Regions from separate parts of the Mus musculus genome. Here regions 2 and 3 are each linked to region 1. A link is a contact called in public HiChIP or PLAC-seq data. All regions are on one chromosome and are shown on one strand. Each heading gives the region's core, a stretch centred on a gene start, on an enhancer-like site or on the middle of the called end of the contact. The rest is flanking DNA. Distances are from core to core; before and after follow the strand shown. Region 1 has its middle 30 kb from the start of Mterf1b. Region 2 holds the start of Fzd1 (frizzled class receptor 1). Region 3 overlaps Cdk14 (cyclin-dependent kinase 14).

Region 1 (3,172 bases), core at 573-3,072:
GGTTAGAAAGAGGAACTCAGAGGAATTGCCAGAAAGAAATGTTCCAAATATAAAGAGACTGGCATAGTCAATGAGTTCCTAGAGAAGGATTAGTATACACTCTTTGATTATGGTATCATTTAGCACAAGTGCATTTTGCTCCTATAAAATTATTACCACAGCTATGTATGTAATGAGTGAAGCAGGCTTCATACCTTTTCCTAAGAATAGAACCACTGTGAATAACATTGTTTCTATGGCAAAATGCTTCTAAAAGCCCTGCGATAGACTGGCAGAAAAGAACGTTTGAATGCAATCTGTTTGCCAGCTGGATGGGTCTGGTTGCGTTGAAGAAGGCCACCTTTTCTTCAGCTTTCATAGCTGTCCTTGTACAGAGGGCAACATCTTCTACAGTGACAGACAAGCCACATAGTCTGAGTTCAAATAAAGATAAAGATTGGCTCCTTGAAGGAGTGCCTGTCTGCTGTAAGACTGGCCATATTTAATGAAATGTGGCATTAAACGGACCTGTTAAACTTCCCTGCTATTATCAGACCATCTGTGTTTACTTTTGTGTGAAAGCAAAAGTTTCACTCTTACTTCAGATCAAAAATGGCATCTCCCAGTGTGATAAGGGGCATGAAAAGTAAAGAATAAACCAAATGGGGGGTGATTCCTGTTTTCCCTGCTTGTCAGTTTCCTTGGAGAATGAAACATTAGAGTCAGAGGGAACAGAAAGGAAAGGTGGGTGATGGCTTGGCCATGTTTTATGTAACACTTGTTTTTCTTTTATGTGAACACACTACACCATCCATCAGGATAAATTAATGTGTCTTGGACCTTTAAAAACTGGGAAAAAATAATTTTAATGGCTCCAATAACAGCTCCAGATGAAGGCTGGAAAACAGATCCTCCAAACTGTCAGAGAGAGTATGTATGACTTGGCTCTGCTGTAATTGCAAATAAATGCCGCTTTTGTATGAAGTTTCCCTGACCGCCAGTAGAAGAACTGTAACACATTTATTGCGAACAAAATTGGAATGGGAATAAGACATGCTACAGCAGAATGCCAGTTGGATTAAATTAAAATAAATCATTAACACAATGAAAGGTCTTGCTTAACAGGAGGAATAATTTAATCAAAGAGATTTACAAAAACGGAAGGGTCTCACATACACTGTGTTTATGATACAACATACTTATTTTAAAATGCAGTTTTCTTCTCATGTGGGTAATATCTGTGAACCTCAGTGTAAACGGAGACATTAAGGGGTGGAAAGCCAGAGGTTCAGAACAGCATAGAAGGCAACTGAAAAGTTTAGAACAAAGGCTAATTCCAACTGCTGTTTACCGCAGGTAAGGGACTTCAAGACTCTGTCCTGTGTTTGAAAGTGGTAAGTCATGCTATTATTTATCGCAGTTAATTGCTAATGTTTGTGAAGAACACAGTATGTTTCACAACAGGCCTGACTAATCCACGGTGACCTTTTGTGATATCAAAGCTTTATCAATTAAAAGCTCCTGACTGCAACTTCAGAGGATGCCTAGTGACTGCCAGCAAAAGGGAAGATTATATTTGGCTTCTTATGCAATCATGATTTTTTTTTTGGCTACATTCCTTTTTAAACAAAAATCACTCTGGGGTGCTGCTTCCAAACCCACAAAACGAAGTATATTCAGAATGCTTTTCATCTTCAAGGAGTGGTTTTGTAAGCCTCAGCAGAAATGTCAGAAAAACAGTGGTTATGTTTTTCTGATAAACTCCGTTCTTCTTGAGGTCCCTACACTGTCTGACTAATTTCCGGTCACTTCTCCCCTCATCTTCTTTGGTTGATACGGAGGAGTCTGTATGGCATTTGGGAACTGTGAGTCAGACAGTCCTGAAGTGTTTGTTGATTTCCATTCACTGATCCCCAGACAAGGATTTTTCAGTGTTTTTCTTGACTTTGCTGAGTTAATGCATCTTGAAATTCTCTACTCTCCCAGTCTTCCTGGATGCTTCAGTTTTGTATTTTTCCAAGTATTCTGTCCTTTATTTTTCCCTTGGAGCTGACTCTCCGTGCATTGCTCTTTATATTCTCTCATTTGGCCATCACCTGGGGCTAAGCCCTTAGCTCTTTTCCTTCTCTATCCTCTGGGCACACTCACCCACTCCCAACTGCTTTCCAAGCTCCAAGTCCACATTCCCAACTCCTGCCCATCACTTTCTTCATCTCTATCAAGGATGACTAAAATCAAACTCATGACCTTCCTCTGACTTTACTCAGGATCCTAACTTACAGCTCCTCCTTCCCTTACTCTCCACTATTAGGGTCTAGTCTACATTGGCTGCACTACTGCCAAGTTTGCTATTTACAATAATACCAGGATCAATTAAGTGTCTAGATCAATGGGGCCATCCCTCTGGAACCTGCAGATCATCAGGTCCTCAGCTAGATGAGCACTTGTCAACTGAGACGTAGGGCAGTTGGTTTTTTATCTGTATCTATGAGAGATATAGAAATGTCCTATAAATGCCAGAAAAATTCTAGACTACAGAGGAATTAAAACTGATGAGAGGTAGTTTTAATGTTATGAAAACTATATCTTAAAGTGAGTATATAGATTTTTAAGAAGAAGAACATATTTCTGCATAAAAACAAAACAAAACAGTGAATCATGGCAGCAAAGCACTATAATATTAGCACTCTGGAAGGACACTCCGGGGATGGTAAATTCAAGGCCAATCATGACAATAGAGCAAGACACTGTCTCCAAACCAACAAAAGAAATAAAGAAAGCAGTGTACAAGGAAAGAGGTACTATTTACACACAGTGGTCAAAAAGAATCTATGAGACAGTGTCTTGCTGTGTGACCCAGGCTGGTTTCAAAATCTTGATCCTCCTGCTTTAACCTCTTGAGTCCTGTGTGTGTGTGTGTGTGTGTGTGTGTGTGTAAAGACTTTAAAGCAAATATCTGTGGCAACTTTGTTTCTAATAGTCCCCAAAAAGGAAACAAGCAGTTTGGAAACAGCCAATGTCTAGAGGACCCAAGCAAACAACAGGTGGGCTCAGTGGCTCACCTATAAGGCAAAGACAGGAGATCTCTAAAGCAGGCTGCTGAGAGAGATTAGCCACATCAGAGAGCTCCGGATTAAACTGAGAGACTGCCTCAAAAAAAAAATTAAGGTAGAAGAGAAATCAAGGAAAGATT
Region 2 (3,151 bases), core at 399-2,898, 540 kb after region 1:
ACTAGGTACGTGAGCACCGTGAAGAGCGTGGAGGCGCAGCACAGCACGGACCAGATGCCTATCCAGGTGCGCGAGAAGCGCAGCTCCTCTGGCCCGAAGTACATGAGCCCGTAAACCTTGGTGGGTTCGCAGGGTGCGCCGCAGTCCTTCTCCCCCAGAAAGTGGTAGTTGAGGTAGGAGGGCACCCTGAGGGCGCGCGGGCAGGAGAACTTTCCCCGCTCCACCGTCCCGGCACCCCCCGGGTAGCCGCCGCGGTAACCACCGCCGCCGTGCTGCGGATTACTGGTCCAGAACTCTGGTAGCAAGGAGGGAGTTGGGGTGCCTTTGTCGGACGTGTTCTGGCCCACGCACAGCTCTCCTGCGCCGTGCACCGGGAACTTCTCGCACTTGAGTGTGTCTGGCCACTGGAAGCCGAACTTGTTCATGAGCGCCTCGCAGCCCTGGCGTGCGCGCTCGCACAGGGAGCGGCAGGGCGGTAGCGCCTGCTCCAGTACGGTGCACACAGGCGCGTACATGGAGCACAGGAAGAACTTGAGCTCGGCGGAGCACTGCACCTTCACCAGAGGGTAGAACTGGTGCACCTCCAGACCGGCGTCCTCCTGATTCGTGTGGCCCAGCAGGTTGGGCATGATGGTCTGGTTGTACGCGATGTCCGTGCACAGCGGGATGGAGATGGGCTGGCAGTAGCCGTGGTCCGGGATGGAGATGCCCCGTTCGCCGTTGTACTGCTGCCCGCTCTGCTGGGGCTGGGGCGGCGGCGGGGCTTGCTGGCCCGGCCCGGATACCTGGCCCGCCGCCTGCGCTCGGACCCCCAAAAGCAGAGGAGCCTCCAGCAACCAAAGCAGCAGCAGCAGCCCGCTAGCCCAACGCCGGGGATCAGCCCGGGGGCGGCGGTGGCTGGCCGTGTCCTCGTGCCCCACCTCCTCCCGCCGGCCCGGGAGTGCTTCGGCACAAAGTTCCAAGCTCAGCCGGCCGGCGGCCCGGGACTCGCTAGGCGCCGCCTCCTCAGCCATACTTTTTCGGCTCCCTCCTCGGCGCGGATTGACTGGGACGGGCAGCGGCGCGGCGGGTGGTGGCTCCCACTGTGATCCGGGAGAGCTGGTCGCCCGTGCCCTCCGTCGGGGTGCGGCCGCTCTCTGCCCGCTCCCCGGGATTCTGCTCCGCGTCCCGCAGCCGCCGCCGCCGCCGCGGAAACTTGCGGTTCATGAAGCGCGGGCGGCGAGGAGAGCAAGAGTGGTCCAGGCGCGCCGGGGTCGCGTCCCTCTTCCCTGGCCCGCGGCAGGCTGTGGCTCTTGTCAGGCGGCGCCGCGTTAGTGGTCGCAGCCGGGCAGAGGAGCGCCCAACTCTCGGCAGCCTAGCCGCCCTGGGTCCCCCCTGCGCCTCCGCCTCCTCCTTCTCCGCCGCCGCCTGACCATTTGTGTCAATCCCTCAACTCGCAGCCTCTGCTCTCCCTCGCGCGCCCTCCAACGGGTTTCTAGGCGCCCCCCAGTCTGTCTTTCACCGGGAGGGAGGAGCCTTGAAACCGACGCGGAGCTGGCGGCTCAGGGACCGTCGCCCAATCGCAGCACCCGCTTCACAGCGCAAAGGGAGCCCTTTCCCTCCGAGCCCGGACTGGAGCCCGCAGCAGACCGGAGGAGGTGGAGGAAGTAGTGGTGGCGGTGGCAGAGACTCCGCTCCGGCACAAAGAGTAGCTATGAAGCCGGACAGGCTAGGTCGCTTTTGCTTTTGCAGAAGAAAGGGCGAGGACAAGTAAGAGAATGGTCCCATATGCGGCAGGAGATAATGAATAGGAGTCGGCTGGCCGCGGGGATTTAGCTCTGTCTTGCTTTTTATCTGTCTTCATATTTTATAATCCTACCCTCGACTCTCTGGTCACAGACTGCTACTTTGAGTGCTGCGTTCTGATTGCGTGCCCCTGACTTGAGAGTCGGGTTTCCTTTGAATTTAAGTCTGTCGAGGTTTTGTTTAAACTATGACTCCAATAAACCGTGGAGCTCACAGACTGGCCTTGGTGGACTTTGGACGCGCCATTTCCCCCGATCGCTGTCAAATGAAAGCAAAACGCAAAGTTTGGTGGGATGTAAATTGTAAACCCAGATGCTCCTGTGAGTAGTATGCGTCGTGTAGTCAAACTTTCCCCCTTCTCTTTAATGGTATCAGAAACAGAAGTAAAGGAAAACAGAAGCTATTCATTAAATGCTGGAGGAAAACCGGCTTGAGAACCAACGCATTGGGTGCTCCAGCGTGAGACACGGGAGCCATACATCCAGACAGGAGGATCAATCTGGGACCATTTGAGGGCCGCTTCTAAACACTGGGGACCCTGCAGGGTCTGTTGGGAACTTCTGAGGCCTGGGTCATTTAAGTTCCTCCTCAGTGGAAGTAGTCAAAGCTGAAGCTATTAGTTTGAAGGACAAAACACATGACCAAAGTGAGTCTGAAAGACCAAGCACAGTCAGTCAGTCGACTCAAACCAGGATAATCAACCTCAGCAGACACACATGCTTGTTCTTGCAAGTTTATTTTCAAGAACTTGTGTGAGTCGGATTTATCAATAAAGTGCTATTATGTTTTATTAATTCTATCAAGAGTCCCCCCCCCCTTCGATTAGACTTATCTCACGAGACTGTTCCCGAATTATTTTCTATCTTCTTTTATACAGATTCACTTTTCATTAGATATTATCTCACGAGACTGTTCCCGAATTATTTTCTATCTTCTTTTATACAGATTCACTTTTCATTAGATATTTACCAAGCATCCATGATACAGTGAGCACTGTCTCAGGAGGTAGGGAGCACAGAGGAAGCCCTGGCACATATTTAAAGGAGGGCATAGTACAGTGGGCACAGGAACGTCACCAGTGATGGCAGTGCCCACCCATTCTCAAAAGGGACGCAAGGGAAGTAAATGACCTGCTAACACGGGAGATGAGGAATGGGAGGGGTCATCGGAGAAATAGATGCAAAATGCAAAAGAGAAAAGCACAAAACAGAAAACAAAACAAAAAGGCAACAAACAAACAAACCCCTCAAGTTTCTGAGGGGCAGGCAAGGAGAACATGCCCTGGTCATGACAGGAAAGAAAGGGCTCTTTAGCTGGTACAAAATATCATGAACCAAACTGTTCAAACAATAGATAGCTAGTGCAG
Region 3 (3,019 bases), core at 11-2,510, 660 kb after region 1:
AGGAAAAATGGGGTTCCAGAGCTGATGACAGCCACAAGCCACAGGTGGGGCCGTATGCTGTAAAATCCAGTTTAGTTATTAGTTATTCACACCTGTGCCTCTGTCTGTGCAAAGGCTCTCTCAAGATTACAGTGTTGGCAAACAGTTCTGAAGAGGAAAGCTACAAGTGTTGTTTTCTCTGTCCAATTCATAGTTTCAAACTCCTCTAATATGGAAGTGCTAATTCACAGACACACACACACACACACACACACACACACACACACACAATACACAAAGAGAATTTGTTTTAGGATCCATGGATTAATGAGACAGTTTGTGGAGCATCAAATCAATTTTCTTTCAGCCACTCAAAAAACAAAAACGTCAATCAAACAAATACCCCAAACAAATGTGCAAAAGCAAAAACCAGCTAAATAAACATAAAAATCTTAGGATGAAACAAAGAAAGTGAAGGTCAAAGGCTATCATTATTTGTACTATAAAAAGGATCACTCCAAATTGTTTTTTTTTAAAGATAAATACAATGTATTGTTTAGACATAAAGGGTACACATCATGTGAATTATACTGTTTAGGAAACTAAAGTGTATGTTAATATTTATGTATGGCACAGAGATGGAGTAGAAAATGAGAGAATGGTGTTTAGGCAAATGAGTGAGGGAATCTTCACAATTCCCCACACTGTTTCTGCAAGTTTGTTATTTTAACACAAAACAAAGTTTACCAACACACTCCTGAAACACACTAGAATGTTTTCGTTCTGCTTTTAGTCAAGGCCTAAATCTTTTGCTCACCCACTTGTGGAGTTGGGGTGCTGCTGATGCAGAATGCAGATCAAAGGTGCCCAAAGAAAAAGATCCAGAAACTTCTACAGCCCGTCTGAAGCCCATTAAAGGAGCTCAGAGACGCCTCAGCATGAAAGAGAGCTAAGCCTGCAGGGGTGGCCGCCACTGACATTGCAACAAGAGGCGGTGGTCTACACATTTGTTGCATTCATAAACGTTCTGGAGTTCATATGGTCATCCCATTACAGGAAAGGCCAGAGGTGGGTGGGTGGAAAACTGAGCCACACTGAGCCTGCAGCCTGCAGCATGCAGCATGCATCTGTGATGCAGAGTTCTGGCTTGGTTTTCCCGTCCAGCTGGAGCAAGGACAGCAACCAGGGCTCTCCTCAGATAAAGCCTAAGAGCATGCTTGTGCTTGCTTCCTCTGTTCCTATTATTTCCACAAATGTTGCCAACTACCCAAGACAAAAGAAATGATGAAACTCCAGCTGCTGGAGAAGAAACACTTATTGCATCACACAGAGAGTAACCATCCTGGCAACGAGAAGAAACGCAGTGATTGTCCTTCTCCAGAAATAAACCTAGATTGAACAAATGAATAAAGATGGTGATACATCCCAATAGCCATTCTCCCCATTTGTTAACAACAGAAAATCTTTACCAAAAGCCCCAAGTATCTCACAGTGAGAATGTGCAGTATCATATTCAAACAGCCTTTTCCTCTTGTGCCGCACAGCTAGGGCAATGTACAATCTAGGCACATGGTTGGCTTCTTTGCATCACTGAAACTTTTGGGATGGGCAAGTGCAGAGCTGTATTTTGAGGGGTCTTTATGAACAGCCTGGCCTCCTAACTCACAGCTAAGTGGATTGGACCAGTGTGGAGAGCTTTAGGGGCTGCTTGGCAGGAATCTGACATTGGCCAATGACAAGAAAATGGGCTTCAGGCAGGAATCTGACTTTGGGCCATGACAAGGAAGTAAGCTCAGGCAGGAATATAATTTTAGGCTAGAACAGGGAAGTAGGCTTTTGGCAAGAATAAGACTTTGGGCTAGGACAGGGAAGTAGGCTTAGATATCTTGGTTAACCTGATAAGCCCTCAGAAACAGTGATGGGGAGTGATCTTGGGACTTTGTTTATTGCCTTGCTTGTTCCTTGACTATTAGTGTTTATTGTACTGCTTGACTGAATTACTTGAATGTAATTAAAATGGTATAAAAGTGGATTGGGAAGAAGAAACCTTCCCCAGCCTCAGAACTGGCTGGGGTCATGCTACAATGTTTTCTAATTGTCTTTTTTCTTTTTAATCCTCTCTCCTGTGCTGGAGAACCTGTTGACTGAGCTGGCTTGGTCAGATCAGGCTCAGTTCTGATTTAGAAGCAGCCTGGAATCAGCCAGTAGTTCATAAAGGGAGGGTTCACCCAATAGCCTCAGTTTCTACTCCTGGTTATACAAATCAGAGCAGTTTTCTAGGAGGGTTTTAGGATCCAAGGTAATAAGAGATCAGTAGCAGATTCCTCCAGAAATAGGACAAAGAGAAGAGAGAGGAAGATGGATCCATGAGTAAGCAGAAACAAGGCAACAGAAACTACAAAGTGAAGAGAAGATGAAGACAATATGACACCGACTGTAAAAGTGACCCACCACAATGTCACAGCATGGAAGGGGAGCCTTGGACACCTCCATCTCCTGGAGCAGTTTCCAGAGTCAATATGGCAGACAGATTAAGGCTACTGTTGGCTTCTGCCTTACAGTCCTGTCTTTGTGAAGTGTGTGCAGCTATATCGACTGTCAGTCTGCCTTCCTTTTGCATACTACTGCTAACGGAGGAAGCCACTATGGCACTTCAATGGAGTTATGGCCCTTGCTAATGTCATCTCTTGCTCTTGTGGGCACCAGGCATTGTGTCTTTCCATGCCTCTCATGTAACTCAGTCACCTGGCTCTGGCTCCTTTTGCTTTGGCCAAGTGCCTCTTTTCTCACCGTCCGAGTCCTTCTAAAGCGACTTTCATCTAGCACCAAGATACACTTGACTGCAATGAATTCTGTTCTGTTTTCTTGATTTTTCCTTAAAATAGGTGGATGGAAGAAGAGTTCTCCATCAGTGTTGTCCAGAAGGGTACTGTGTGATGCCTGCCTGGTCTCCTCAGACCTGGTATCTATGCACTTCAACTATACAGCACGAGAAATTCTAGCAAGGAAGAGATATTTAAGGTGAATTGAAATTAAATTA

Evidence for each region. HiChIP or PLAC-seq counts read pairs in DNA pulled down with a chosen protein or histone mark.
Region 2: an H3K27ac HiChIP or PLAC-seq map of the NIH/3T3 cell line shows a contact between it and region 1, with 10 times the contacts expected there. The contact joins the promoter of Fzd1 here to the enhancer-like site in region 1. A contact is called at or near these places in 14 of 39 promoter capture datasets (the 3T3-L1 cell line, 3T3-L1-derived adipocytes, HPC-7-derived erythroid cells and 9 more), 1 of 15 datasets of contacts at CTCF or cohesin (the NIH/3T3 cell line), 4 of 484 Hi-C or Micro-C datasets (cortical neurons, embryonic fibroblasts, nephron progenitors and 1 more) and 15 of 115 datasets of contacts at active chromatin or transcription factors (the NIH/3T3 cell line, bone marrow-derived macrophages, craniofacial prominence and 11 more).
Region 3: a contact with region 1 is called in an H3K27ac HiChIP or PLAC-seq map of SST interneurons, with 9 times the contacts expected there. The contact joins two enhancer-like sites. A contact is called at or near these places in 1 of 15 datasets of contacts at CTCF or cohesin (the NIH/3T3 cell line), 4 of 115 datasets of contacts at active chromatin or transcription factors (SST interneurons, embryonic basal ganglia, embryonic fibroblasts and 1 more) and 1 of 9 other capture datasets (embryonic trunk).

The regions. Positions count from the first base shown.
Region 1 is chr5:4,220,604-4,223,775 of GRCm38.p6, forward strand. No RefSeq gene overlaps it. Among named protein-coding and RNA genes, the nearest start is that of Mterf1b, 30 kb to the left of the region's middle. Within about 2 kb of position 1,823, at least 46 of the 459 cell types and tissues checked have an H3K27ac peak or open chromatin away from gene starts, as enhancers often do. A contact at or near this core is called in the NIH/3T3 cell line, the SN4741 cell line, SST interneurons and 2 more, where this site is marked.
Region 2 is chr5:4,756,568-4,759,718 of GRCm38.p6, forward strand. It overlaps Fzd1 (frizzled class receptor 1), which reads right to left and starts at 1,649. Exons shown (of 1, transcript NM_021457.3): 1 at 1-1,649. The coding sequence starts at 1,013.
Region 3 is chr5:4,879,336-4,882,354 of GRCm38.p6, forward strand. The region is part of intron 14 of Cdk14 (cyclin-dependent kinase 14); the gene reads right to left. Among named protein-coding and RNA genes, the nearest start is that of Fzd1, 120 kb to the left of the region's middle. Within about 2 kb of position 1,261, at least 10 of the 459 cell types and tissues checked have an H3K27ac peak or open chromatin away from gene starts, as enhancers often do. A contact at or near this core is called in SST interneurons, where this site is marked.